Linked DNA regions of Mus musculus: regions 1, 3, 4, 5 and 6 are each linked to region 2. A link is a contact called in public HiChIP or PLAC-seq and promoter capture Hi-C data. All regions are on one chromosome and are shown on one strand. The core of a region is the stretch at or near the end of the contact, and the rest is flanking DNA. Distances in the headings are between cores, read along the strand shown.

Region 1 (4,527 bases), core at 296-2,795, 180 kb after region 2:
CCAGCCCATCAGTCTTTTATTTATTTATTTATTTATTTTCTACATCGGCTGCTCATCTTTCCCTTTCTTGCTTCTGTCCCAAGCTGCTCTAAGCTGCCAGTGTCCCGCAGAGAATGAAGATTTCATTGGCAAAGCCAAGACAAGGAAGAGGAGACTGACAGCTGGGTGAAGGGAAAGTAACCACCAAGAAAAAAACGCCTGGAAGAGGGTGACGACCCCCTAAGTGGGAGGTGGGCAGGGAAGTGGAGGCGGGTGGAAGTCTGGTCTAAGAGTGGAGGTAGCCCAAGAGTGATACTGGCTGGGTCCGAGAAGTCGGTGGGCCCGATCCGACGGATACACATACACGGCCAGCCCGGAATGGAAAGAACAGTTTATGCTGTGCTTTATTAAAATGTGCATCATTCTTTTATTTTAAAATGTGCATCATTGTCTCGTGCTCGGCGCGTGCGACCTCAGCGTGGTGGCCCGCGGCTGGCCTCGTCCGTCCCGGCTCCTGCAGAGCTGCCGTGCGCAGGCGCACTCAGGTAGCACGGGCCCGGGGGCTCCCGCCCATGGCCAGGTAGACGTCGATGGGCACGTGCAGCAGCGTCAGACAGTGGCAGCCCGGGCAGCGTCGGAGCGGCCTGGCGAAAGCGGCAGGCGACAGGGGGCGCAAAGTGTTGGGGCGCGCCAGGGGATGCGCCTGGGATCTTTGGGGGTAGGGCCCTGGGGATGGCGATGGGGCAGGGCCGAGGGGTGGGACGACGGACTCACCTGACAGGGTTTTGATCCGTAGCTACAGGCTCCGGGCTATCCTGGGACTCGGGGGCGGAGGCAAGGCCAGGGGAGTCTCCGGCCTCAATGGGGAATCTTCGACCCTGTGGGGTCTCCTGGGCACTCATGTCCAGGCCCCGGGGCACTCTGTATAGGAGTGGCGGTCAGGCAGCTCCGGGCCCCTAGATGCTCCCTGCCCGTGCCCGTCTCCTGTGTCGTGGCTTACCTGCCAGAGGCCGAGGCCGGTCCCAGGCTGGAAGCAACTGCCCGAGCCCTGGCCACGGGAGGACGCTCCGGTCCAGGCGGAGCCTGGCAGGTGTCTGCTGCGCGCCCGGGCCCCAGCGTCGAAGGGGAGGACTGCATTGTGACCCCGATCTCTGCGTGCTGACCTCACACAGCCTGTTCCTCGCTGGAATTCTTAGGCAGTCCCAGAGCGTTCCGGCATTTAGTGAGGGCCCGGGCCTGAGGCCAGAGGGCTCTGGAGATCGCACCTTGGTGACCAGTTTGCACTCTTTCCCAACAGCTGGATGGGGACTTCGGAGGTGAGGGCGACCTGCCTGGAAGCGGAGCCCACATGGAGAAGGCCCGCCTCCCTGACCTACGCGGCCACCCAGGCCCGTTCCCCAGCATCGCTACCACTCTGCGCCTTGCTCAAGACTGACTTAACCCATGCTGGATTTGCTGGTGGTGGCGAGGGAAAGTAGGGACACTGCCCATGTTGTCTGAGGGTCACACAGCATTTACATCACAATTGGGCAGGAGTTTAAAAATGTCTGGTCCTCTCCCTCCCCACCACCTGTGGCTGTGTCCAGACGGAGAATGTTCTAGCCCTGGAGGCAGCTGTGAATGAAGTCCTTGGGGGGAAAAGAAGCAGGCCGAGGGCGATGGTGGAGTAGAGCTGCCTCGCAGAGGCAGCATGAGCTGAGAGGGTGACAAGAAGGAGGCGCTACACAGCATGGAGGACTTTCTACTCTCCAATGGGTATCAGCTGGGCAAGACCATTGGGGAAGGGACCTACTCAAAAGTCAAAGAAGCATTTTCCAAAAAACATCAAAGAAAAGTGGCAATTAAAATTATAGACAAGATGGGAGGGCCAGAAGGTGAGCTGGGGTCCTTGGGAGGAAGGGTGGGCTAGCCAACACGGGTAGGCCCTTTCCTCAGAGCATCTCTTCCTCCCTTTGAGTCAGGATGGCAGAAAGCAAGTCAGATTCCTGCCCTAAATAGAAGGATGTAGGGAAACCAGGATCCTCACACCTTTCCAGAGCCACAATCGTAGCACAAGAAAAAGAAAGGGTCCTAAACCGGGCGTGGTGGCATGCGCCTTTAATCCCAGCACTCAGGAGAGGCAGAGGCAGGTGGATTTCTGAGTTCGAGGCCAGCCTGGTCTACAAAGTGAGTTCCAGGACAGCCAGGGCTATCCAGAGAAACCCTGTCTCAGAAAACAAAATAAAAAACAAAACAAAACAAAACAAAAGGTCCTCAGTTTTTCCTGTCCCAAGAGGCGTTGGCCAGAAGACAGCAGGAACTGGTACCCTGCAGGTGGAAGAGGGACAGGACAATAGATCCCTGGAAAGAATAGTGAGATGCAATAGCTTTGAACTTCCCAAATCCCTCATCTGTGGTCTCACAGGCTGCTGGGAGGAGGTTCCAAGGATGAGCTAATCATGAAAGGAAGGCAATACTTGCTGCTAGAGACACCCGAGACTGGTCAGGGAGTCAAGAAAGAACACCTAGACATGGTAGGTGTCTGGAAGCTGGAAAGCAGGAGCCAAGAGGGAGGAACCAGGACGTTTTGATCTTGATTTTTGTCTCCCCACTTTTTCCCTCAGAGTTTATCCAGAGATTCCTGCCTCGTGAGCTCCAGATTGTCCGTACCCTGGACCACAAAAACATCATCCAGGTGTATGAGATGCTGGAGTCAGCAGATGGAAAAATCTACCTGGTGATGGAACTGGCTGAGGGAGGGGATGTCTTTGACTGTGTGCTGAACGGAGGGCCACTTCCCGAGAGCCGGGCCAAGGCCCTCTTCCGCCAGATGGTTGAGGCTATTCGCTATTGCCATGGCTGTGGCGTGGCCCACCGGGACCTTAAGTGTGAGAACGCCTTGTTGCAGGGCTTCAACCTGAAGCTGACCGACTTTGGCTTTGCCAAGGTGCTACCCAAGTCACGCAGGGAGCTGAGCCAGACCTTCTGTGGCAGCACAGCCTATGCCGCCCCTGAGGTGCTACAGGGCATACCCCATGATAGCAAGAAAGGTGATGTCTGGAGCATGGGTGTGGTCCTGTATGTAATGCTCTGTGCAAGTCTACCTTTTGATGACACAGATATCCCCAAGATGCTGTGGCAGCAGCAGAAGGGGGTGTCCTTCCCCACTCATTTGGGCATCTCAACCGAATGCCAGGACCTGCTCAAGCGGCTCCTGGAACCAGACATGATACTCCGGCCTTCAATCGAAGAAGTTAGTTGGCACCCATGGCTAGCAAGCACTTGATAAAAGCAATGGCAAGTCCTCCCCAATAAAGTAGGGGGAGAAAGCAAACTGAAAAAACCCGCTTCTAAAATGGTGATCTATATTTTACACTTAAGTCCACTTCTCCCATGGCTGACTTCCACCTCCTCATTGCGGCTCCACAGGCCTCTCACCTTCCCTGTAAAGACCTTCCTGGAACTAAGGGCCTTATTTAGATTTTTCTTTTATTAATGGCGCTCAAATGATTTTCATATAGGTGATTAATTAGCACTCATTACGTTAGGCCCTAGCAGCATCAGCAGGCCGGGAGAAGTGAGGAGAGAAAGGTGAGCCCGTGGAACCACTCAGGTGCTACAACTCGCTTTCCAGATAAAAGCCAACGCACCTGGAATGCAGGCCTGACCTCCTGACTCCTTGGCTTGGTGAGAAGCTGCTTGGGCCCAAACCTTTCTCAAACCAGAGGCCAAGCTGAGTCAGGAAGAGACGGGGCATCCTTAGCACCCAGGCTGGATCCCACCTATGAGGCCAAAAGTATGCTTGCAGCTGTGGGAGCCTCTGCCGAGGGGGACAGAAACATCCCCGGACACTTCCGCTTCTGTTCAATCACTTTAATGCTGTTATGGCAAATCTGTAAAAGGTTCAGGACAAACTTTTTATTTTTGTTCCTTTTTAATTACAAAACTAACAGCTGTTAGAATTTTTTCTTTACTTTTTTTTTCTTTTCCCAGCTACAAAATACTCTGGGGAGATGCATTATAATTTAAAATATATAATATTGCACAAACAACCAAAAAGTTAATTAAAATAATTACAAAGAGAAAAACCCATCCCATCAAAAAAAAAAATTAGCATTTTGTCCACCCTACCCCCTTCACTGAAGGTTTGCAGTGCCTACAATTCACAGCAACCCTGACCAAGCCCCTTTAAATGAGTCACTGGTGGATGCCCCAGCACACAGCATCACCAGGGCAGCATCCGCGCAGCACCAGATCTTCATGCGGCCCTCATTGTCTCAGGGTAAGAGCCCCAGGCTGACTGTCTTCAGGAAGGAGGGCCTCTGCAGGAGACAGGAGTCTCAGGATGCTTGCCCCAGCACACCCCTTCAAGAACAGAGGGCTGAGGAGAAGCTGGCCTGGTGATGGACTGTGAGTACTCATCTCTGCTCATTACTTCATGTAGCTCAGAGCTGGCTTGTGTCCTAAGCTATGGGAGTCAAGGTAGGTAGCTGCTTGGAGCAGTTATCCTACCAGGCAACACACCGGAGGGCCTGAAAGTGGCTCCCTCCCTTCTCGGGGAGGGAAAGA
Region 2 (4,173 bases), core at 814-3,313:
AAGTTTAGCTGTCTTCAGACACACCAGAAGAGGGCATCAGATCTCACTTCTTTTTTTTTAAAGATTTATTTATTTATTATATGTAAGTACAGTGTAGCTGTCTTCAGACACACCAGAAGAGGGAGTCAGATCTCGTTACAGATGGTTTTGAGCCACCATGTGGTTGCTAGGATTTGAACTCCAGACCTTTGGAAGAGCAGTTGGGTGCTCTTACCCACTGAGCCATCTCACCAGCCCCAGATCTCATTTCTGATGAGAAATGCTAGTTTGTTTGCTTATTTATTTTGTGTGTGTAGTACATTTGGTTAATAGCACATGAGCAAAGATAGCATGCAATTTCAGAAGTTGGAGATCTCTGTACACCAGGGATTCCAAGGCACTTTCTCTTTTCTTCTTTTTCTTTTTGTTGTTTTTTGTTGTTTCTTGGGGGGAGGGTTGGTTTTGTTTTTGTTTTGTTTTTTCGAGACAAGGTTTCTCTGTGTAGCCCTGGCTGTCCTGGAACTCACTCTGTAGACCAGGCTGGCCTTGAACTCAGAAATCCGCCTGCCTCTGCTCTGCCCGGCTGCCACAAGCACTTTCAACTATTGGGCCATCTCTGGTCCTTTCTGTGGTTTGTTTGTTTTTTAAGAATTTATTTATTATATGTAAGTACATTGTAGCTTTAGACACCAGAAGAGAGCATCATATGTTACTACGGATGGTTGTGAGCCACCATGTGGTTGCTGGGATTTGAACTCAGGACCTCTTGAAGAGTAGTTAGTGCTCTTACCCCCTGAGCCATCTCACCAGCCCCGCTGTCTCTGGTTTTAAAGACAGATGGGGCAGAACGATTTTGGAGATAAGTGAGATAAGGAGGTTGATTATTGTGATAACAGTATTCCTTTTCCTCAAGTCATAGAATTTGACTTTTGAGTTGTTTCACTTTATCGGCCAGGCATTTGGTTAGAATTGGCAAGATTGGACGTAACCCCGGCTCTGTGTGTTGATGTGGAAGACTGGAATGCTATCATGCAAAATAAGGAGGTTAATAAGCATCAGCCCCAAATTCCTTGATTCAAAAGGCACGTGCTTCAAGGTCCTCATCACTAAAAAAGGGAGCTCATTGACCTGTTATTTATTTGTTTGCTTGTTTATTTGTTCATTTATTCATTCAATAGCTATAAGTCAGACACTGGAAGGTGGTGGTCATACTAGTCAGCAATATAGAACTGACCCTGTCATTAAAAGGTTACTGGGCTCTGCCCCTACCCCACCACACCCTTTTGCTGGAGAAACAAACTCCCTCTAGTGTGATAGCGCACACCTGTAACCTCAGCAGAGGGGAGGTGGAAGAAGGAGAATCTAGAGTTCAAGTCTAGGATATCTGAAACCCTGCCTCCCGTAAACAAACAACTGGTCTGGGAGCCTTTTACCTCAGCACTTGGGAGGCAGATAGGTGGATCGCTGTGAGTTTGAAGTCTTTCTGATTTATAAAGGTCCAGGCCAGCCAGAGATACATAGTAAAGATCCTGTCTCAAATGAACAAAAACAATATTCAAACCCCAGCTTAATCTCCACTCCTTTTCCTTATCTCCGGAGCCTTGAACGAATCACTTCCTCTCTCAAAATAATTATTTAGTTCAGGGTCTATACAGGCTTAATTATGAAGAATTTTTGGGAAAGAAGGTCTCGCCATAAAGAAGAAATAAAAACAGAAAGAGATTGGATCTCCAGGTCCAATCGTTCTGCCCCTTCTGCCTTTAAAACCACAGACAGCAAGGACCAGAGAGATGGCCCAGTGGTTTAAAGTGCTTGTGGCAACCGGGCGGTGGTGGCGCACGCCTTTAATTCCAGCACTTGGGAGACAGAAGCAGAGGCAGAGAGTTTGACACACTTTGTTTTGTACATATTCCTTCTAGTCTCCCTCCAGCCTCGGCTGTCTATTCCATCCCTAATTGCCATCTTTAGTGGCTGCGTTCTCTTTAAGCCCGCCCCTATCCTGATATCCCTTGGAGGGAAGGGGGCGTGAGGGTTAAGAACGCGTTTTAGCACGGTATAAAACGTTTGTCCCCGTCAGGCCGCCGTCCTGCAGGTCCGCCATATTGTCTGCCGAGGCTACCGCTGAAGCTACCGCTGCGGCCGCCGCCAAGTCCGAGCGAGCGGAGCCGCGATGGGTGAGTGAAGCGGCTCAGGAGATGGGTGTTCGGGCCGAGGTGTCGGGGAGCGGGGTCTGGCGAGGGCCTGTCTCTCGTCCGAAGCAGATGTCGGAAGCATCCAGAGAGGCATGGGAGGAGAAGGCAGATCGGGAGCGCCCCTCGGGCCAGTTTAGGGCTGGCGTAGGGCCGCCCGCACGGGGAGCAGCCCTGGGGGCTTGTTCCGCACTGCTAGCGTCCTGGGCTGTCCCCACGTGGTGGCCTCGGGTCAGAGCTCGCGCTTCCCGGGGTAAGCAGAGCCCTGCCCTCTCGCCCTGCGCCTGCCGTGGATCCGGGGGCCGGGCTCCGGGCTCCAGCAGCAGGCCTGGCCGCGGAGAGCCTGCTTCCTCGGGCTTTTGGACGCCGGGCTTCTGAACCAAGTGAAGTCCTAGCTGCCTACGTAGAGGGTAGAGTCCTCTGGAGAGGAGACCCAGGGCAGGCCAGCTCCGGCCCGGTAACCAAGGGCCGGCCGGGTCCAGCAGAGCTTGGGCCTTTGAAGGCCAGGAAAATGTCCCAGTCGGCGCAGGAATGGGGTGGTTCGGCTAGACTCAGTGACAGCCTTCGCAGTGGTAGAGAGACCAAAGCCAAGACTTCTTGGCACAGACAGGTCAGGGACTTACTGTTTCTGGGCCAACTCTGGTTAGGAGAAAAAGAGAGACCTGTTGATCTTTTTTAAAGAGCATTCCGGATACGAAAGCCGTTGCTCAAAAGAATACGATGATGGTCTTCGAATTCAGAAGTGAAACCAGTATTGGTAATTTGTTGGCATCAGTAAAGTGAAAAACTTTAAATTTGCCAATCTGTACGTGCAGACGTTATTGTCAGTGCTTAACGTGTCTTGTTTAACCTAATTGCAATCTAGTGGGATAGGTGCTGCTGTTATTCCTGTTTTGCAGATGGGGAAACTGAGGCTTAGAGTGGTAAAGTAACTTATCCAAGGTCACGCGGTGATTAAACCAGGGTGATCACTCCAGAGCCCTAGGAATTAACTGGTGCCTTTTATGGGCTGGCCCTCTAGTGGTGGGATGAGAGAGAGGGGGGACAGTTTTAACCCTGCGTAAAGTTGGGAAGTTGTGTTTTGATATGGGTCCAGTTTGAAATCTTTAGTCTGAATGAAAGTGGAAAAGTTTAGAGTGAATTGCTGACCTCCGCCTATTGTAAAGAGTAGTGCATTTCTAAAGTTTGCTATAATCTCTAATTCTGAGGAAACAGAAAAGACTTTCTCTGCCAGTGATTTCAGAATCAGATCTGGCCTGCCACTTCCCACCTCTCATCCAGTTTTCAAACAAAACTGTGCATAGAGAAGGCGTCTAACACACTGCAACAAGCCCTACGTTCCTCCATTTCTGAGCCTTCACATCTCTAGGAAGGGAGTATGTGTAACCTAGCAAGAACTCTGCAAACAATGTAACAGCATTCTTCCCACCCTGAATACAGCGAGCGGTTCTTTTCCCTAAAGCACTCTACACTTCCAGATCCTCTGGAAAGTATAGATTGATTCTGGGAGGTAACTGGAGCCCTAGAGGGAAAGGCATCGTCTGTGAGACGTTTTTTTAGAGATTGAGAAACAGGCTTGAAGGAGCTAACATAGCTGATGAGAGTCAGCCAGGAACGACATTCTTTCACATTTTACTTCACAGCAGCCTCTAAGATTTAAGGCATTAGATGGGTGGTGGCGCACGCCTTTAATCCCAGCACTTGGGGAGCAGAGGCAGGCGGATTTCTGAGTTTGAGGCCAGCCTGGTCTACAGAGTGAGTTCCAGGACAGCCAGGGCAACACAGAGAAACCCTGTGTCAAAAAACCAAAACAAGCAAACAAAAAAGTTCTTCAGTGCAAGAATGAGACATGAAAGAATTTTTAGTATGTAGAGGTAGGTGACTTTTCAGCTAACTTCAGTGACCAGTCTAATATAAGGATATATTTAATCACAGTGTGTAGTCCTCGGTAGTTTGAGGAATCCCTTTAGCAACAGTAAATTGATGCTTTGAGAAGATAGGTAAC
Region 3 (4,391 bases), core at 1,490-3,989, 230 kb before region 2:
AGTTGATTCTCGAGTTAATCTGGAAGGGGAAAAAAAACCACAAAGCTGATTACACAAGAATAAAACATACCAGAAAAAAAAAATACAGTATTCAGCGGCAGGAAAACACACACAACATTCACCATCTTAACTGTTTCAATTGTGCAGTTTGGTGGCATTCAGCACTTTCAAGACGCCTTATAGCCATCAGCACCATCGTCTCTACAACCAAATGGAAACTTAGTGCCCATTAAGCACTGACTCCCATTCCACACTCCTCCTGAAAGAAAGGGAAAAAAATGTGCTTTGTTTATTTTTGTGTATCTGATGTATGTGCGCGTATGTTTGTATGCACTCTTTTGTGTGAGTGCACACGCAAGGTCGCTGGAAGATTACCTGCCTTGTTTGCCCGTTGCTAGGGGGTTGTGCACACCAGCTATTCACCCTCCAGCTTCCAAGGCTTCGCCTCCCATCTCCATCCCGCTGTAGCATTCAGATGGTGTGCTGGTCAGTTTTGTTGACTTCACACAACAAGTGAAGGGTCACCTGAGAAGAGGGAACTGAAGTTGAAGAATTACTTCCACTAGTTTGTCTGTGGGCATATCTGAGGGGCCTTGTTTTTGTTTTGTTTTGGTTTGGTTTGGTTTGGTTTGGATTGGTTTTTTTGAGACAGGGTTTCTCTGTGTAGCCTTAGCTGTCCTGGAACTCACTTTGTAGACCAGGTTAGCCTTGAACTCAGAAATCCACCTGCCTCTGCCTCCCAAGTGCTGGGATTAAAGGAGTGCGCCACATGCCCAGCTTGAGGGACATTTTCTTGATAGTGATTGGTGTGGGACAGACCAGCTCGAAGCGGGCAGCACTGCTCCTGGGCAAGTGATCCTGAGTTTTATAAACAAACAAACAAACAAAACAAGTCAAGGGAGCAAGCCAGTAAGCAGCACTCCTCCATGGTCTCTGCATCAGTTCCTGCCCCCAAGTTCCTACTTTGAGTTCCTGTCTCAGCTTCCCTCCTCGATGGGCTGTGATTGCGACTCATGAGCCAAATAAACTCTTTCCTCTGAACTTGCTTCTGGCCCCAGTGTTTACCACAGCAACAGAAAATAACTAGGTCACCTGGGCTCTGAGGATTTGGCCCCTGACCCTCCCATAAGTGCTTTTTACTCACTAAGCTATCTCCCCAGTCCTATTTTTGTGTTTTGAGGTAGGGTTTGCTACATAGTCCAGACTGGCCTCAGACTCACTATGTTGCCCTTCATATATAAGCCTGACTCAAAGTCTTCAGCAATCTCCTACTCCAGCCTCCAGAGCGCTAGGATTACAGGCATGTGCCACCATGTCCAATGAAGGAAAACACTGAGTGAAGCCCTCAGGAGGCAGAGGCAGGGGGATCCCTGTGAGTCCTGGATAATCCTGGTCTATGTAGTGAATTCCAAGTCATCCAAGGTTATTTAGAGAGACCGTGTCTCAAAAAACATTGTTTTTTTCCTAGTGAAAATGAGGGAAGTCAGGGATGGAGAGATGGCCCAGTAGGTGAGAGCGCTCACTATACAGGTCTGAAGATAAGAGTCTGAATCTCAAACACATACACAAAGAAGTAGGATTGGCCACATGTGCCTATAACCCCAGTGGCTGCAAGTGTCAGAGACAGGAGGATAGCTGGAAGTGGCTAGCTAGCCTTGCTAGAATTTAATTTAAAAAAAAAAAATTTAAAAAGTGAAACAAGGGGCTGGAGAGATGGCTCAGCGGTTAAGAGCACTTCCAGAGGTCCTGAGTTCAAATCCCAGCAACCACATGGTGGCTTACAACCACCCATAATGAGATCTGATGCCCTCTTCTGGAGTGTCTGAAGACAGCCACAGTGTACTTATATAATAAATAAGTAAATAAATAAATCTTTTTTAAAAAAGTGAAACAAGGCAGAGAGTTATAGAGGACATCTGACCTCCTCCTCTGGCCTCCAAACACACACACACACACACACACACACACACACACACGCGCGTGCACACACATGGAAAAATGAGGGACTGATCAAACCATAAGTAAAAATATCTTATAAAACCAGATGAATTCTATCTATCCATCTATGTACCAGAAGTGAAGGATTCTGACCCCTGGATGAAGAATTTATTTAATAAATACAATTAGAAAAAGTACAAAATTTGAATTCCACCTCGGGCGCACTCAACACCCGTACGAATAAAGTCCCTTTGATTGTAAGAACTAAATGTAAAAAGCAAACCCCAGAACAGCACTAGAAGAAAAATAAGAAAAACATCTAAATTTGACTAAAAACAGTTAACTTGCAAGTGACAGAAGACTCTGTGAATAAAGTTAAAAGATGACAAACACACGAGGAACACAAACGTACCACAGACATCCGGGAACGCCGCAAGAACACAACTTGAAATAATAATAATATGGCTTTCATTTTCCCCGCGTCCTCGCGTCAATCAGAGGCTCCACTTTACCTCAAGGAGAACTGGAGCTTTACTGCGAGAAGATAAAGAGAAAGAGACAGCCAGCATCCCCTCTCATTGTCTCAGGAACTTCGCAGCCAGTCCACTGAAGCCCACATCAGAAACTACGCTTTGGAAAAGCCGAGCCTTTGATTCGAAAGGACTGCTCTGGCAGAGGGAAGAAAATGTTCTTGAAAATCAAAAGGGAAGGTCCCGGGGAACACTGGAGATAAATGTACCCCTTAACTAGATATCGAACATGACTTGAGAAGACCCGGGCTGTGTGCCCCTGAGGAAGTGCGCCGGGCACTGGGCAGGCAAGTGGGACTGAGCCGTGACCTTGGCAGAGGTCACGGGATGTGGGAGGAGAAAATTGTCGCTGCAGGACTTCAAAGTGGGGCAGTCAGTGCTTACAGGTCGCCTACCTCCCCCGGTGCCCCACCCACTCAAACATCTGGAACTGCTAGGATCCAGGCCACCCACTTCCCACATCTGGCTGATCCTCTCTGTAGCTTCAAGTGTCTGCAACAGGCCACCTTGGCTGGAGGGCAACAGTAGCCACTCAGCTCTTCACTATCTGCTGTGGACCTCCAGAGACAGGGCCTGAGGTGCTCAGCTGTTGTGATACCCACCCACCCACCCACAGCTCAGGCTTTTCTGGGGAGTCTCACAGGCCCTCTCCCCACTCATTTATCAGAGAGCAGGATTGTTGACATCCACAGGAGAAGCCATAGTATGGAAGTGAGTATCTCCCTGCAACTTGAACCTGGGTAGAAGAGGGTAGATCGGGGTAAAAGTCTACCCTGGCTGAATAGTTCTACAATTCAGAAAAGGCCCCACCTAATCAATGAAAAGATCCCCAACCCAATAGAAAAATGAGCAAAAGATAAAAAAAATGAAAACTTGATATTAAAGGAACATAGTAGAAAGTCACACCTGGAATCCTAGCACTTGGGCCACTAAAGCAGGATTGCAAGTTCAAGGCTGACTTGAACTACATTTGGAGACCCTGTCTCAAAACCCCACAATAAGGGCCAATGAGGCAGCTCAGCAAAGACACCGCCCACCACAGGAGCCACTACAACATTCAATGTACGAATATGTGGTAGAGAAAGAGTAGAAAGGAACTGCCTGATGTCGGCAGCCTGCCCTGCTACCTGAGGCCATGGGGACCTAACTTCTAGCCCACATTACACTGAGGGCCATGTCTGTGTCCCCAGGAGAGCAGCAGCAGAGGTCTGTGTCCATGCTTACAGCTCATATTACCACCAAAGTCCATGCAGAGATCCCTAGTCTGGGCTGCTGCCTGGGACCAAGGGTTGTGCAGACCTGGTCCCGCCCCTCACTGGGGCAATCAGAAGAGCAGGCCTTGCACCTCCTCTGGGTAGCACAATAGAGCTGGCCATGGGGTTAGGGGGACCAAGTGAGGGGCTCATGGGTGTGTGGGGAGGTAGCTCCACCCCTCATCTGCCAAGAGGTGGAGTGGTCACAGGAGAGATGCCCTTCCTTCCTCAAACCTGCCTATGTTAAGCCAGAGGCTGGCCAGAGGTCTGTAGAGCAGGAGAGCCAGCCCCGCCCCTCAACAGCTGCAGCACTCAAGAGAGCAGGACCTGCATCTTGCCTGGGTAGCACACTAGAACTGATCCTGGTGGCATGGAGATAGGTGAGCCAGCCCGAGGGCATGAGAGTAGGAGAGTTGACCCTGCCCCTTGCAGGGCATTGGGTGAACTAGCCAAGGCAGTGCTGGAGAGCTCACTCTAGTGGCGTGGGTGTGAGAGAGCTGGGGGGCTGACCAACTTGGCTACCACCCAGGCCCAGATCCAGGGCTTTGGGTTGGCCCACCCCAACATCTACCCCATCTAGGAACTGCCGGAGCTCATAAAGGGGCCAGGCCTGCAGATTGAAAGCAGCAGAGCCTCCATAACTCAGGGCAGCAACAGGATATCTGAAAGG
Region 4 (3,971 bases), core at 1,418-3,917, 180 kb before region 2:
GAGTCAGTTTACGCTGTAGTTTATCATTTAAAAATGGGACTGGCGGTGAGGCCGGTGAAGACTAAATCTAATCAGGCACAACCCGGAGCACAAGGGAACTAGACAGATATGGGTACTGTTAGACCCTTGCTACTCCATCTTTCCGAATCCCTATCTTCAAAACAACCAAGCAGACACAAGTGACTTAACCAGTGCCACTGTGTGCTACACCTGCCAGTGGCTCTTCTGCAGGGCAGATGGCAAAGCTGCCAAGCCTGAAGTATTCTAATTGCTTTCAGTCTGCGTGAGCTGTGGAGAGGATGATAGGTGGGCGTGGGAAGGGCTCACCACCACTCCACCCCACCCCACCCCCGGTCCATGGCCAAACATCCCAGCTATCTCCTTGAACTGCTGACTGAGAATATACTGCTGACCTTTCACACTGATCTGCACAATGGTGCAGAAGGAAGTCTGTCTTAGTCATCTCTCGCTCCCTTCCTTAAGGCCTGAAACTTCTGTCCTGCGCCACGGCAGCCCATCACTAGCCATTAGGATTCCTCAGCTTCTACCTTTTCTTGTTCATTCTCCTCCACTCGGATGACACATCCCACATGCACAGTACGAGTCAGTCACCCTTTAAACACACAGCCTCTAACTCAAGAGGACTCTTACATAACCTTTTGCACAAAGACCTGATCTTGCAACGGCTGATCACTGACTGACCTTCCGTGCCTCTGCTCTGCAGAAAGCGGCAATCTACAGTTAGAGGCTCTGACTCAGATGACTTGTGTGGGCTGGGTGTCATTCTGATGCTGTGATCCCAGCACTCTGGAGGCTGAGGCAGGTGGTGGGAATTCCAGGCCAAAGTAGGCATAATCCTGTCTCAAAAACTAGTGGTACAAACGTGTCACCACCACCCCCAGCACTCAGGAGGCGGTGGCAGGAAGATCAGGGATTCAAGGTCATCCTCAACTATTCTTAGCCAGTTCAAAGCCAGCCTGGGCTAGATGTAAGACCTTGTCTCAAAGACGAAACAAGATATTGCTGGTGCTGAGACATTGATCTCTTGAACAAAGCACATGGCTAAGGCTGTCCCTGTGAGAGTACACTGCCCATTTACTGAGATCCCTGCCTTAGCATCACCAACCTACCTTCCCAACCTCACTAAATTTGCTTGCCTTCCTTACCATATTCAGGATCTGCACTGCTGTGCCAACCCACACCAAGCAGTTTTTCAAGTTTACACAAACTCCTTGGGAAATACTGGTACCATCTTCATATATCTCAGCATATAGCGGGTTCCTTCATCTTCCTCGGTCTCATGGCCATTCCGTCTGACTGTATTAATCACTAATTCCTATGCTCTTCCTCACGTTCTCTTATTGCACTGATGTTTAACTGAAAAGAAATGTTCTTCTCCTACCCCTTAATAATTTCTTGCCAGTTTGTCATGTTCCCTCCCCTGGTATCCTCAGTGGCTAGGATAGTGGGTAAACACGTAGCAGGCACACCGCACTCACTCACAGGAGGTTGTCACAGCACTCAACAAGCTGTGTTTAATCCCTTGGGGTTTTGATACATGGACTCCCTATGTAGCCTAGGTCCTCCTGCCTCAGCCATCCAAATGCTAGCTACAAGTGTGTGCCACCATGAGCCCCACAGCTGGGTGTGGAGAGACAGGACCACTGGGAGTCCTAGGCCAACCTAGGTTTTTGTTTTCTTTTGGTTACGTAACTAGAAAAAAAAAAAAAGGAAAACTTAAGAGCTGCCAAGATGGGCTGGTGAGATGACTCAGCGGGTAAGAGCACTCTTCTGAAGGTCCTGAGTTCGAATGCTAGCAACCACCCATAAAGAGATCTGATGCCCTCTTCTGGTGCATCTGAAGTCAACTACAGTGTAACTTATGTATAATAAAAATAAAAAATAAAAAGCTGGCAAGATGGTTCAGCAGATAGAGTGGCTTGGCATCAGCCTACAATCCAACCTCACTTCCTGGGACTCAAAAGTGGAGGAACCAATTCCTGCAAGCTGTTCTCTAACCTCCACACAAATGCTGTGGGGTACCCACAAACACATACACAAATTAAATGTAATTTTAAAAATTAAGGTTTAAAGCCAGATGTGATGGCACACACCATTAATCCTAACATTCGGGAGGCAGAAACAGGTGGATCTCTGTGAGTTCAAGGCTAGCCTTGCCTACAAAGTAGAGCAAGCTACAGAGGGAGACCACATTGGGGGGGGGGGGGCAAAGTGTGCTGGCACACACCTGTAATCCCAATATTATCACCAGGGCAGATGTTCCCAGGCCGTAGTGCCTTAGATCCACATGGAGATAAGACCCAGGTGTTGCGGCACCTGTTCCTTCTTGGCTGTGGGGAATCTTTCCTTGCCTTCTGTGGGTCCCCCATACTACCTACAGTGCTAGCTTGGGGGCCCGCCCTTCATCCATCTGCGAAGCCAGCAACATTAAACCCAGGAAAGGCTCTCTGAAGAACTTCCATCAGTCTGCCAGTTCACCTAGGAAATGCCTATTTCAGCACTGCTATTCACATGAAGCCCACTCATCATGTCAGGCCCAGGAACTTTAGCTGCACGCATCTGAGGAACCATTATTAAGTCACAATGCTTGTTTGTTTCTGTGTTGAGGCCCTGGCTGTTGTAAACCAGGCTGTTCTCAAACTCGAAGAGATCTGCTGCCTGCCTGTGTCTTCTGGGTGCTGGGATGAAAGGCATGCAGCACAACTGCCCAGCTCAATGAAGACTTCAGTGGCATCAATCCCACCAGGTAGACAAATCCAACACTAGGAGAACCCACCACTAAACTAAGTGCAACAGAACTTCTGGTGGTCTTTATAGGAGTAATCCCAATGAAATAAAAATTCTCACTGGGAGACAGAGAGGGCAGTGCATGCCTGAAATCCAGCACTTAAAAGGGGCCGGAGGATAAAAATCCCAAATAAGACGTCTGGTCTACATAAGAAGTTATAGACCAGCCTATAGAGACCCTGTTTCAAAAATAAAAAACCCAAACCACAAAACAATCTATGCTGGAACAGACTCAAAGGAGAATGTAAGTTTAGTTTTACTGTAAATTAAAGAGAAATTTAACTGTAGTGTTCAATTCCCAGTACAGGGTGTGTTTCTGTGTCAGAACAAGGTAGATGTGAAATCAAAACGATTTGTCTTTTGTATGTGTACACACTTGTGTGTTACAGCACAGGCTCCAAGGATCAAACTCAGGCATGGTGGCCATCTTGCCAACTCCTCAAACCAAATAAAGACAGGTTCTCTCTACAAAGCCATGGCTACCTTGGAACTCACTTCACAGACCAGGGTGGTCTTAAACTCAAGTGATCTTCCGACCTCTGCTATCCAAATAATGCCAAGATTAAAGGTTTATACCACCAACTCCAGCTTTTTTTTTTTAAAGATTTATTATATGTAAGTACACTGTAGCTGTCTTCAGACACTCCAAAAGAGGGCATCAGATTTCGTTACGGATAGTTGTGAGCCACCACGTGGTTGCTGAGATTTGAACTCTGGACCTTCGAAAGAGCAGTCGGCGCTCTTAACCACTGAGCCATCTTGCCAGCCTCAGCTCTGACTCTTATCATGCAATAAATAGTATGTTTATAAGTTGGTGGGAATTATGTAGAAAAGTTAATGAAAAGGGTATCAGAAAAAGGCACTTAAATTTGAACCTTTAATCAAATAAGGGATGAGATTTAAGAAGATGGAAATGCTTGCCTTAAAATTAAAAAAATAAAAGGGAGGTGGCTGGAGAGTTGGTTGGCGGTGTGAGTGCTTTTGCAGGTTCTGCAGAGGGCCCACGTTTCTTCAGCAGTAGTTCCAGGGGATCCAATTCTGTCTCTTGGTTTCCATGGATACCTGCACACATGTGGCACACACACATCAAATTTTTCTTTTCTAAATCTTAGAAATACTATAGAATGGGACCCTTTACACTGGGTATGTTGGTAGTAGTAACT
Region 5 (3,891 bases), core at 969-3,468, 130 kb after region 2:
TGTCTACACTGCAAAGATGGGAAAGGAGGCCTAGAAATGATGAGGAGACCCACCTAAAGCCAGAAGAGTAGCAGGGGTGTAGAAATGGAAGTCTGTGTCCTGGCCCTCTGCCATCACACAGCCTCCCTGTCACTAAAGGCCCTGTGCAATTCCCAAGGGAGTGACGCTGAGCATACAAGGGCTGGGGGTTGTGGTGCAAGCCTCAATCCCAGCTTTTCAGAACAGGGCTTCATTGTGTAGCTCTGGCTGTCTTGGAACTCACTATGTAGACTAGGGTGGCTTCCATTCACAGAGATCTACAGTCCAGTGCTGGTATTAAACTCGTGTGCTACTATGTCCAACTGTTGTAGGAAACAAACAAACAAACAAACAAACCCCAAAAAACAAAAAACTCAGCACAGAGCCTTTTGGTGGATCAATAATGGCTACTTGAAGATTGACGGATTCAGGTTTTGTAGGAGCATGGGAGATGGTGGTTTTCTGCCATTTAGACACTCCCAGACATTTGTCAATGTGTAAGGACAATTTTGGGTGTCACAGTAAGGGCGTGTGTGGGGTGTTGCTACTGGTATAGAAGAAGGCCAAGCAGTCAATTAACATCTAAAAGGCCCGAAGACAGCCCCTACAACAAAGAGTGTAAGTAATTCAAGGTTAAGAAATTTTGCTGGCATGGCTTGAGGGTGGGGGAGTGGTGAAGGTCTTTTTTTTTGTTGTTGTTGTTGGTTCCCCCCCCACCCCCCAGACACGGTTTCTCTGTATAGCCACGTCTGTCCTGGAACTCACTGTGTAGACCAGGCTGGCCTCAAATTTAGAAATCAGCCTGCCTCTGCCTCTCAAGTGTTGGGATTAAAGACATATGCCACCCACTCTGGGGATAGAGGCAGGCAGATTTCTGAGTCGAAGACTCAGTTGAAATAAGGAGATCTGACGCCCTTCTGGTCTGGTGTGTGTCTGAAGGCAGCTACAGTGTACTTAATAAATAAATAAATAAATAAATAAATCTTTAAAAAAAAAAAAGGCAGGTGTGGTGGGGCATGCCTTTAATCACAGCACTCCGGAGGCAGAGGCAGGCAGATGTCTGAGTTCGAGCCCAGCCTGGTCTACAAAGTGAGTTCCAGGACAGCCAGGGCTATACAGAGAAACCCTATCTTGAAAAACAAACAAACAAACAAAAAAGCAAAAACAAACGAAGAAACAACCCCGCCCCCCCACCCCCACGTCCCCCCCAAACAACAACTTAGGCTTTCAGTTTAGAAAAATTAAGTTCTGGGTAGGTGAGATGGTTGCTGCCACCATGCCTGACCCAAATTTTCTGGATGGATCGCCCCGCCCCCACCCAGAGCCATTACATAGGAACACTCCCTCCAACACTCCCTCCAGTAAATTAAAAACTAAACACCAAGTTCTGTTACTTTGTCACAGTGCTCGGGCATATTGGATTTTGTCTTTTTTTAAAAAAAATATGTACAATTGGAGACGGAATTTAATTTGTAACACTGAATAAGCTCTTCAGCTTTACCTGTAAAATTGTTTTGTTATTTTTTGAGACATGCTTTCACTACGGAGAGCAAGTTGGCCTCAGATTACAGAGATCTTCCTGACTCTGCCTCCTGAGTGCTGGGATCAAAGACATAGCAACCACGCCCAACTGAAAACGAGCTTTGACATTAAAAAAGAAAAGTCCGTCAGAACTTATGAGCACATAAAGGTCTTGCCCCACTACAGTAGGCCTCTGGATATTTTCTTTCTGTTCCTTGCCATTCATTTCTCTCTCCAGTTCTAATCCAGACCAAACCTAGTCTTTTAGCTGCGTGACCTTGCGCAAGCATCTTTCCCCGGGAAGCCTCGGCGTATTCTCGGTAAAACGAGAAAGTTGGCCTCTGATCTTTGCACACGCTCCCAACTGTGAAGCGGGCTGCAGAGTTTACGGAGCCGACTCCCTCTCCCGGGACTCGATGGTACGGCCCCCGGTCTCCCCCACCCCTCCGCGCCGGACTTTGGTACAGGCCCAGGGGGCCCGCGGTGGCTTCTCTAAGCTGCCCTTGCCCCCCGCCGAGTTCCGGGCCCGACCCCGCGCATGCCGATTGGTTAGAGTGAGGCCCGGGCTGTGCGGCTATAGGTGATCCCGGGGGTGGGCGGGGCTTCGAGGCCGGCCCCTCCCCCTGGTCGGACGCCGTAAGGAGCCGCGGGCGGGCGGGCGGACAGACTGACGGGAGGGCCGGGCGGCGAGCAAGATGGCGCAGACTCAGGGCACCAAGAGGAAAGTCTGTTACTACTACGACGGTGAGCTGCGGGTGGGCGGCGCGGGCCGGGCGTTGGGGAAAGGCTGGGGGAGGAGGCTGGGAGGAGGCTGAAGCCCCGGGGAGGCTGAGGGAAAGTCGAGGCTGAAGGAGGAGGTTGGAGAGAGGAAGTCGAGGCTGAGGCCGGAGATGAGGTGGGGGTCGTGGAAGGGGTAGTCTGCGGTAATCCCGGTGGCGGAGATTCTCGGGGAATCCGACCTGAAGTTGGAGTGGGATTCCTGGAGGGAAGCCTAAGTGGCGGCGGGGATCGGAATATGATGGAGACGGTTTGCCTGGATATCTTCCCCTGCTGAGAATACAAAGGTTTTTCACTGTCCCCATTCACTCTCTCTCTTTTTCTTTCTTTCTTTTGGTGAGTTCTGCAGGACTGGCCACTCATCCCCTCCCCCACTCCATCCCCCAAGTCTATGAGTAGGGCCTGCAGTTGCTAGTTGGGAAATGGGGCTCCCCGGGGATGCAAGAAGAGAGGTGCATGAAACTTGTTAAAACGACTTTTCATTGAGCCAGCGCGAGCATCTTACTCTGTCCTGGGTTGTGTTTCTGTTGGGGCTGGAGGGCTCATCGAGGCACATTTCCTGTGTTGAGTTCCCGTCTGAAGGGGGAGCTAGACAATGTCACAGGTATCTTTCGGTGTTAGCGCTGGGACAAGGGAATGTGGGGTGGAGGAGAACACAGCAGGAGCCTCAGCCCAACCTGAGAGGAGCAGGTTGTGTGTCAGTGCTTAGGACCCAAGAACTGGAGTTACAAGCCAGGCCCTGGCAAGTGGAGCCAACAGCAGGGGGAGGGGACAGCACCTTTATCTGAGAAAGGGTCTCACAGTGTAACTCAGCTGGTCTTGGATTAAGCCCCTTCTTCTTACTCTTGACTCCAGGCTTACACCACTTGGTCCAGCATTTGTGTTTTGGGAATAGCAGTTGAGTTGTTCAGGGGACATCTAGCCAGCCAGCCAGTAGGCGGTTGGCTGTTTAGATCTGAAATTTAGAAGACAGATATTTTTTGGTAATTGTCGGTATAAAATAATTCAGATAGTAATTTTAGCTGGATTAGAAAAGGGTGTTATAACTCCAGTTGTAGAGGGTGAAGAGCTATGTTGATACTTTTTTTTTTTTTTTGGAAATGGCCTCTGTGTAACCCTGGCTAGCCTGGAACTCACTTTGTAGACCAGGTTTGCTTCCTACTGGAAGAGATTTATCCTACCCCCCTCCCGAGTGCTAGGATTAAAGGCATGTGCCACAACCCTGGCCTGTTTTAATTCTGAAGAAGTGGACTAAGAAGGTTCAGTGGTCCTGATTGCTCTTTCACTATGCTGTCTTTCAACTGTTAGCCACATTCCTGTTTCAGTCTTTCCCAGTGCTGTGGGGTGACGGAGCCACCAAGCCTGGTGTCTTCTTGTTTCTGTTCTGTTTTGTTTTTAAGGCAGGGTCTGTCTCTAACAGCCCTAGCTGTCCTGGAAGTTGCTTTGTAGACCAACTAGGCTGGCCTCTGAACTCAGAGAGATCCCCCTGCCTCTGCCTCCTGAGTATTAAAGGGGTGCACCACTGTCTAGCAGCCTCATTTTTTGTTTCGGTTCTTTTTGTTTGTTTGGTTTGGT
Region 6 (4,106 bases), core at 297-2,796, 210 kb after region 2:
AAGAAGAAGAAGAAGAAGAAACCAGATAAACAAACTTGCCCAAGTCATAAGCTACACGCCTTTAATCTCAACACTCAGGAAGCAGAAGGAGGCGGATCTCTGTGAGGCTGAGGCCAGCCTGGTCTACATAATGGTCCCAGGGCAGCCAAGGGCGACATACACCATGAGACCCTGTCTCAAAATAAAACAAACCACGACCACCACCAATAACAACAAAATAACTTGTCCAAGTTCCCAGAAATGTAAGGAACTAAAGGGAGAGATTAAGTCTCTTCCTGAAAGCCTCGAAACACACGGGGAGTCCTCACAGGACAGGACACCTGCCGGATAGCACACTTTCTTTGCATGCTTGAGGTCTCATATTAATCCTTAGCGTAAAGTCCTGCCTCTCCATCATCAATAAAACTTCCAGCACAGGGAATTCTCAGATGTGCTGAGCTGTAGCTTGAGCGGAGGCTTCCCAGGAGAACCCGGAGCAAGGAGAAAATAAAAACAAAAACCAAAAAACCAAAAACCAAACAAACAAAAACCGTTCCTAAAGTACTGGGCTGACTTGAGATCAGAAGCCTCTCGGAGTCTGCCCTGAAGCACGACTCCCTTCACTTGCTTGAGGTAAACAGTAATTAGTTACCCCACGACTTAGTTGGGCTGCCTGTAAATAAAGGAATGTGGGATAAAACAGGAACACCAACTGGCATTGCCTAGGACAAGGACAAGCATTAGTCACAATCACAGCCACTTCCCCAGGTCTCCACTCTCTGGCCCCCCCTCATCCCTTTGTAAACCAGTCACATAGGCACCATCAGGTACCAGCGCATATGGCAATCCTCATCTCTACCCGGATTCTTGGCTACACCTTCCTTGGCATGCTCATGACTCCCTAGTCTGGACAATTAGGGACTGCCCTTTCCCGGTATTCACAACAGTAACTAAGCAACTATTTTGCTTGACTGCCTCCACACCAGACTGAGCTTTGTGAGGCCCAAGACTATCTGTCTGGCTAAGGTCTATATCCTCCCAACCTGTCTGTGAGTAGTGACTGTCACATATTCTAATAAATATTGCTGTTTAAGAGTAAGATGTTGTTAGTGGTGGTGTTCTACCCTTTTCTCGTAAATGGCCTCACAGAAGCTCAAAAAAACCCAAGCAGGGGCTAGCTGGGGTTGGTTGCAAGGAGACGGCCGCGGTGCCCTGCCGAGGGAAGGGTGCTGGCCCGGCTTACCTTCTCTTTGACTGCCTGGTAGCTCTGCTGCAGCCAGCTCCGCCACCACCCCACGTCCTCCCTGTGGAAGACAGACACATCTGACGGCCCTGCCGGGCGACTCCAGCCCAGCCTCCGGCCGGAGATGAGGCTTTTCCGGCCGCTTCCCCATGCCCTCGCACCACGCCTCCGCTCTGCCCTTCCAGCTCAGTCCGCACCCGCACCGGCAGCCTGTCCCCAACAGGGACCCCTGGCCCAGTACCCCATCCCTCGAAAAGCCCAAGCCCCCAACGCCAGAAAGCGGAACGCCAAGCTCACCCTTCCGCCATCTTGCCAGCATGACATCACCACTATTTACCGACCTTTGACTTCCGACACGGCACCGCCCCCTCAGGCTCCGCCCCCATGAGCGTGCCCCAATCTTAACACAAGGACAACTCTCCGCCCAGTCCCCGCCCCCCTACATCAATGTGTCTGGCCTTTGTCCAATCCATGTCCCAAATGCGATTTGTCCCGCCTCTGAACTCTCGATCCAATGGTGTGTAAGATTGTCCTCGGGTCCCACCAACCAGCCGCTAGCTTTCCCGGTAGTCCCTGACTACAGTGGCCTCTCCGGGCCAATTTCGGCAGGCTCGTTAGACCGCCAATTAGAAGGCGAGGCGAGGAAAGGAGAGGCCGGGTTGGGACGTTGTGTTCTTAGAACCTGGAGTTAAGTTCCGCCCCCCTTTGTGAAGCCAGCCGCGTAGCAGCTCCTTGGTGTTCTGCTGCAGGCTAATTCAGCAAGCTCCGATTGCGGACCTCAGAGCCAGAGTAAGGCTATGGGGAGAATCCAGAGCTCTCCTCGGGATGACACCCAGGATCATTTGGAGAGGCAGATACATATTCACATTATTTCTTAAGCCCGATTTAAGAAAACGCTAGCTGAAAGTGTTCTGGAAAAATCCCACTGATAGGGGGGAATTGAGGTCTATTGTGTGGTGGAAGGGGGATTTACATAGATCCTGTGGCCCTACCTACTACTTCCTCAATCTACACAAACCCCTCCTTCACCTCCAGCAGGAGGTTGACTCCCCTCCTCGAAGGCTACACTGTAATCAAGGTCATCACTGCTACCTGATCCCATAGCCTCTTACCTGCCTGAGGAACAAGCTATATACTAATTCTCCCAGTGTTCCCCAAGGCCTCCCATCTAACTTTCAAAAAGATTGTTGCTGGTATTTCTCCTGTCTAAAAAACTAACAACTATTGGATGGATCACAGGGCTCCCAATGGAGGAGCTAGAGAAAGTACCCAAGGAGCTAAAGGGATCTGCAACCCTATAGGTGGAACAACATTATGAACTAACCAGTACCCCGGAGCTCTTGACTCTAGCTGCATATGTATCAAAAGATGGCCTAGTCTGCCATCACTGGAAAGAGAGGCCCATTGGACACGCAAACTGTATATGCCCCAGTACAGGGGAATGCCAGGGCCAAAAAAAAAATGGGAATGAGTGGGTAAGGAAGTGGGGGGGAGGGTATGGGGGACTTTTGGGATAGCGTTGGAAATGTAATTGAGGAAAATATGTAATAAAAATAAATAAATAAATAAATAAATAAATAAAAAAATAAAGTAGACCACCATAAGGCTGTTAAGGGAGAAAAAATGGAATGAGTAATTTCCAGTGGTCTTTCTCCCTTCTAAGGTCCATGCTTTGCCTGCAACGAATGCACAAGGTTTAAAGCTAAAAAATGCTGTGATAAATGATTTGTGCTACTGAACAAGATGGGCTAAGAAACAAGTTGAGTTCTTTAATCCCCAACAGAATCTACCTTTGCAATTTCATTCCCCACATTAAAGGTCACTTGGAACTACTGCCTGCCTCTACCTCCCAAGTGCTGGGGTTAAAGGCATGCGCCACCACTGCCCGGCATGTATTTTTTTTTTTTTAACTAGACAATTTAATCCAAGATATTGCAGGTGCTAGGCAAACATGCTATCAGTAAATTACATCCAAGCCCTGAACTGTTAATTTATAATCGCACACATAAAACCATGCCAGTCAGATGGCCGTGCCTCCTCCCAGGGTTCTCCTTTCTGTTCCTACCTGGTTGGTCTGACCTTGCACCTCCACCCTCCTTGCTCACACTGCCCCACATACAAAGGCTACTTAGATTTCCCAGAAACTTTCTGGTGCTTTCCTGACCCTGAGCCCTTGAACATGTCTTCTCTGCCTGCAGTTCTCTGACCTCAGTTTCTTACCCACTCTGACCATGCTATTGAGAACTGCAGCTTGTGCACCATAAATACCAGCACTTGGAGGTGGGGGTGAAAGACCCCAAGAGGAGCCCCTCGCTCAGGCCTCGGGATAATAGCGGACCCCCAAGATCTCATGAGAGACCAAGCTTGATGCAAACCACATGAGGCTTTATTTGGGGAAAGCCAGAGCTCTAGGGACGACTCATCCCACGCAGGGGTAGAGGAGTCGACCTCGAGGGGAAAGGGGTCCCAGTTTTTATAGGCCCTCGGGGAGGGGGGGAGGAGAAGGGGGAAGTAGGGGATTTCCAGGTCTTCTCAAGAAATGGGTATGGGAGGGGTACAAGGAAAGAGTCTAGTGCAGGTGTAGCAACTCCAGATTGGCCCGGCTGTGGTTGCTGGGGAGATTTTCCAACTCTAGCCCAGCAACCAATATCACAAACACCTGGCAGTGAGGTGCAGCAGTGGGCACACACATGGGTTCAAGGAACGGCCAGAACATTGGCAGACACATGAGTTCGAGGAGCGGCCAGAGCATTGTGCACCTCTATTTTTCTAGATCAGTGAAGCTAGTTCTGCTTACAATGAAATCTATTTTGCCAATTTCAGGGCTTCTGTGACCTTTTACATTCTGTCAGGATCTTTCAGGGGCAGGTGGATTTCTGTGCGT

What was found. HiChIP or PLAC-seq counts read pairs in DNA pulled down with a chosen protein or histone mark. Capture Hi-C pulls out chosen DNA fragments and counts their contacts.
Region 1: a promoter capture Hi-C map of liver shows a contact between it and region 2. The contact joins the promoter of Tssk3 here to the promoter of Kpna6 in region 2. A contact is called at or near these places in 2 of 484 Hi-C or Micro-C datasets (embryonic stem cells and nephron progenitors), 3 of 115 datasets of contacts at active chromatin or transcription factors (bone marrow-derived macrophages and embryonic stem cells) and 3 of 9 other capture datasets (adipose tissue, liver and pancreatic islet).
Region 3: a contact with region 2 is called in a promoter capture Hi-C map of adipose tissue. The contact joins the promoter of E330017L17Rik here to the promoter of Kpna6 in region 2. A contact is called at or near these places in 1 of 39 promoter capture datasets (cranial neural crest), 3 of 115 datasets of contacts at active chromatin or transcription factors (the 230-238 cell line, bone marrow-derived macrophages and microglia) and 2 of 9 other capture datasets (adipose tissue and liver).
Region 4: an H3K4me3 HiChIP or PLAC-seq map of embryonic stem cells shows a contact between it and region 2, with 13 read pairs. The contact joins the promoter of 1700108I11Rik here to the promoter of Kpna6 in region 2. A contact is called at or near these places in 1 of 39 promoter capture datasets (hippocampal neurons), 1 of 484 Hi-C or Micro-C datasets (cardiomyocytes), 1 of 115 datasets of contacts at active chromatin or transcription factors (embryonic stem cells) and 3 of 9 other capture datasets (adipose tissue, liver and pancreatic islet).
Region 5: a promoter capture Hi-C map of adipose tissue shows a contact between it and region 2. The contact joins the promoter of Hdac1 here to the promoter of Kpna6 in region 2. A contact is called at or near these places in 1 of 39 promoter capture datasets (hematopoietic stem and progenitor cells), 1 of 15 datasets of contacts at CTCF or cohesin (CD8 T cells), 4 of 484 Hi-C or Micro-C datasets (B cells, embryonic stem cells, muscle stem cells and 1 more), 6 of 115 datasets of contacts at active chromatin or transcription factors (the SCID.adh cell line, bone marrow-derived macrophages, embryonic stem cells and 1 more) and 3 of 9 other capture datasets (adipose tissue, liver and pancreatic islet).
Region 6: a contact with region 2 is called in a promoter capture Hi-C map of adipose tissue. The contact joins the promoter of Bsdc1 here to the promoter of Kpna6 in region 2. A contact is called at or near these places in 4 of 39 promoter capture datasets (embryonic stem cells, erythroid cells, liver and 1 more), 4 of 115 datasets of contacts at active chromatin or transcription factors (the 230-238 cell line, T-cell acute lymphoblastic leukemia, bone marrow-derived macrophages and 1 more) and 3 of 9 other capture datasets (adipose tissue, liver and pancreatic islet).

The regions. Positions count from the first base shown.
Region 1 is chr4:129,487,788-129,492,314 of GRCm38.p6, reverse strand. Tssk3 (testis-specific serine kinase 3) reads left to right here and starts at 1,545. Exons shown (of 2, transcript NM_080442.2): 1 at 1,545-1,853; 2 at 2,583-3,307. The coding sequence starts at 1,709. The coding sequence ends at 3,244. Fam229a (family with sequence similarity 229, member A) reads right to left here and starts at 1,125. Exons shown (of 3, transcript NM_001085491.2): 1 at 980-1,125; 2 at 754-900; 3 at 359-623. The coding sequence starts at 1,116. The coding sequence ends at 521. Bsdc1 (BSD domain containing 1) reads right to left here. Exons shown (of 11, transcript NM_133889.2): 11 at 3,880-4,527.
Region 2 is chr4:129,670,657-129,674,829 of GRCm38.p6, reverse strand. Kpna6 (karyopherin (importin) alpha 6) reads left to right here and starts at 2,063. Exons shown (of 14, transcript NM_008468.4): 1 at 2,063-2,153. The coding sequence starts at 2,150.
Region 3 is chr4:129,904,574-129,908,964 of GRCm38.p6, reverse strand. It overlaps E330017L17Rik (RIKEN cDNA E330017L17 gene), which reads right to left and starts at 2,739. Exons shown (of 3, transcript NR_045190.2): 1 at 2,351-2,739; 2 at 376-525; 3 at 1-259.
Region 4 is chr4:129,851,927-129,855,897 of GRCm38.p6, reverse strand. It overlaps 1700108I11Rik (a long non-coding RNA gene), which reads left to right and starts at 2,667. Exons shown (of 2, transcript XR_868199.3): 1 at 2,667-2,767; 2 at 3,198-3,395.
Region 5 is chr4:129,540,973-129,544,863 of GRCm38.p6, reverse strand. It overlaps Hdac1 (histone deacetylase 1), which reads left to right and starts at 2,218. Exons shown (of 14, transcript NM_008228.2): 1 at 2,218-2,283. The coding sequence starts at 2,235.
Region 6 is chr4:129,459,119-129,463,224 of GRCm38.p6, reverse strand. It overlaps Bsdc1 (BSD domain containing 1), which reads right to left and starts at 1,546. Exons shown (of 11, transcript NM_133889.2): 1 at 1,520-1,546; 2 at 1,223-1,283. The coding sequence starts at 1,530.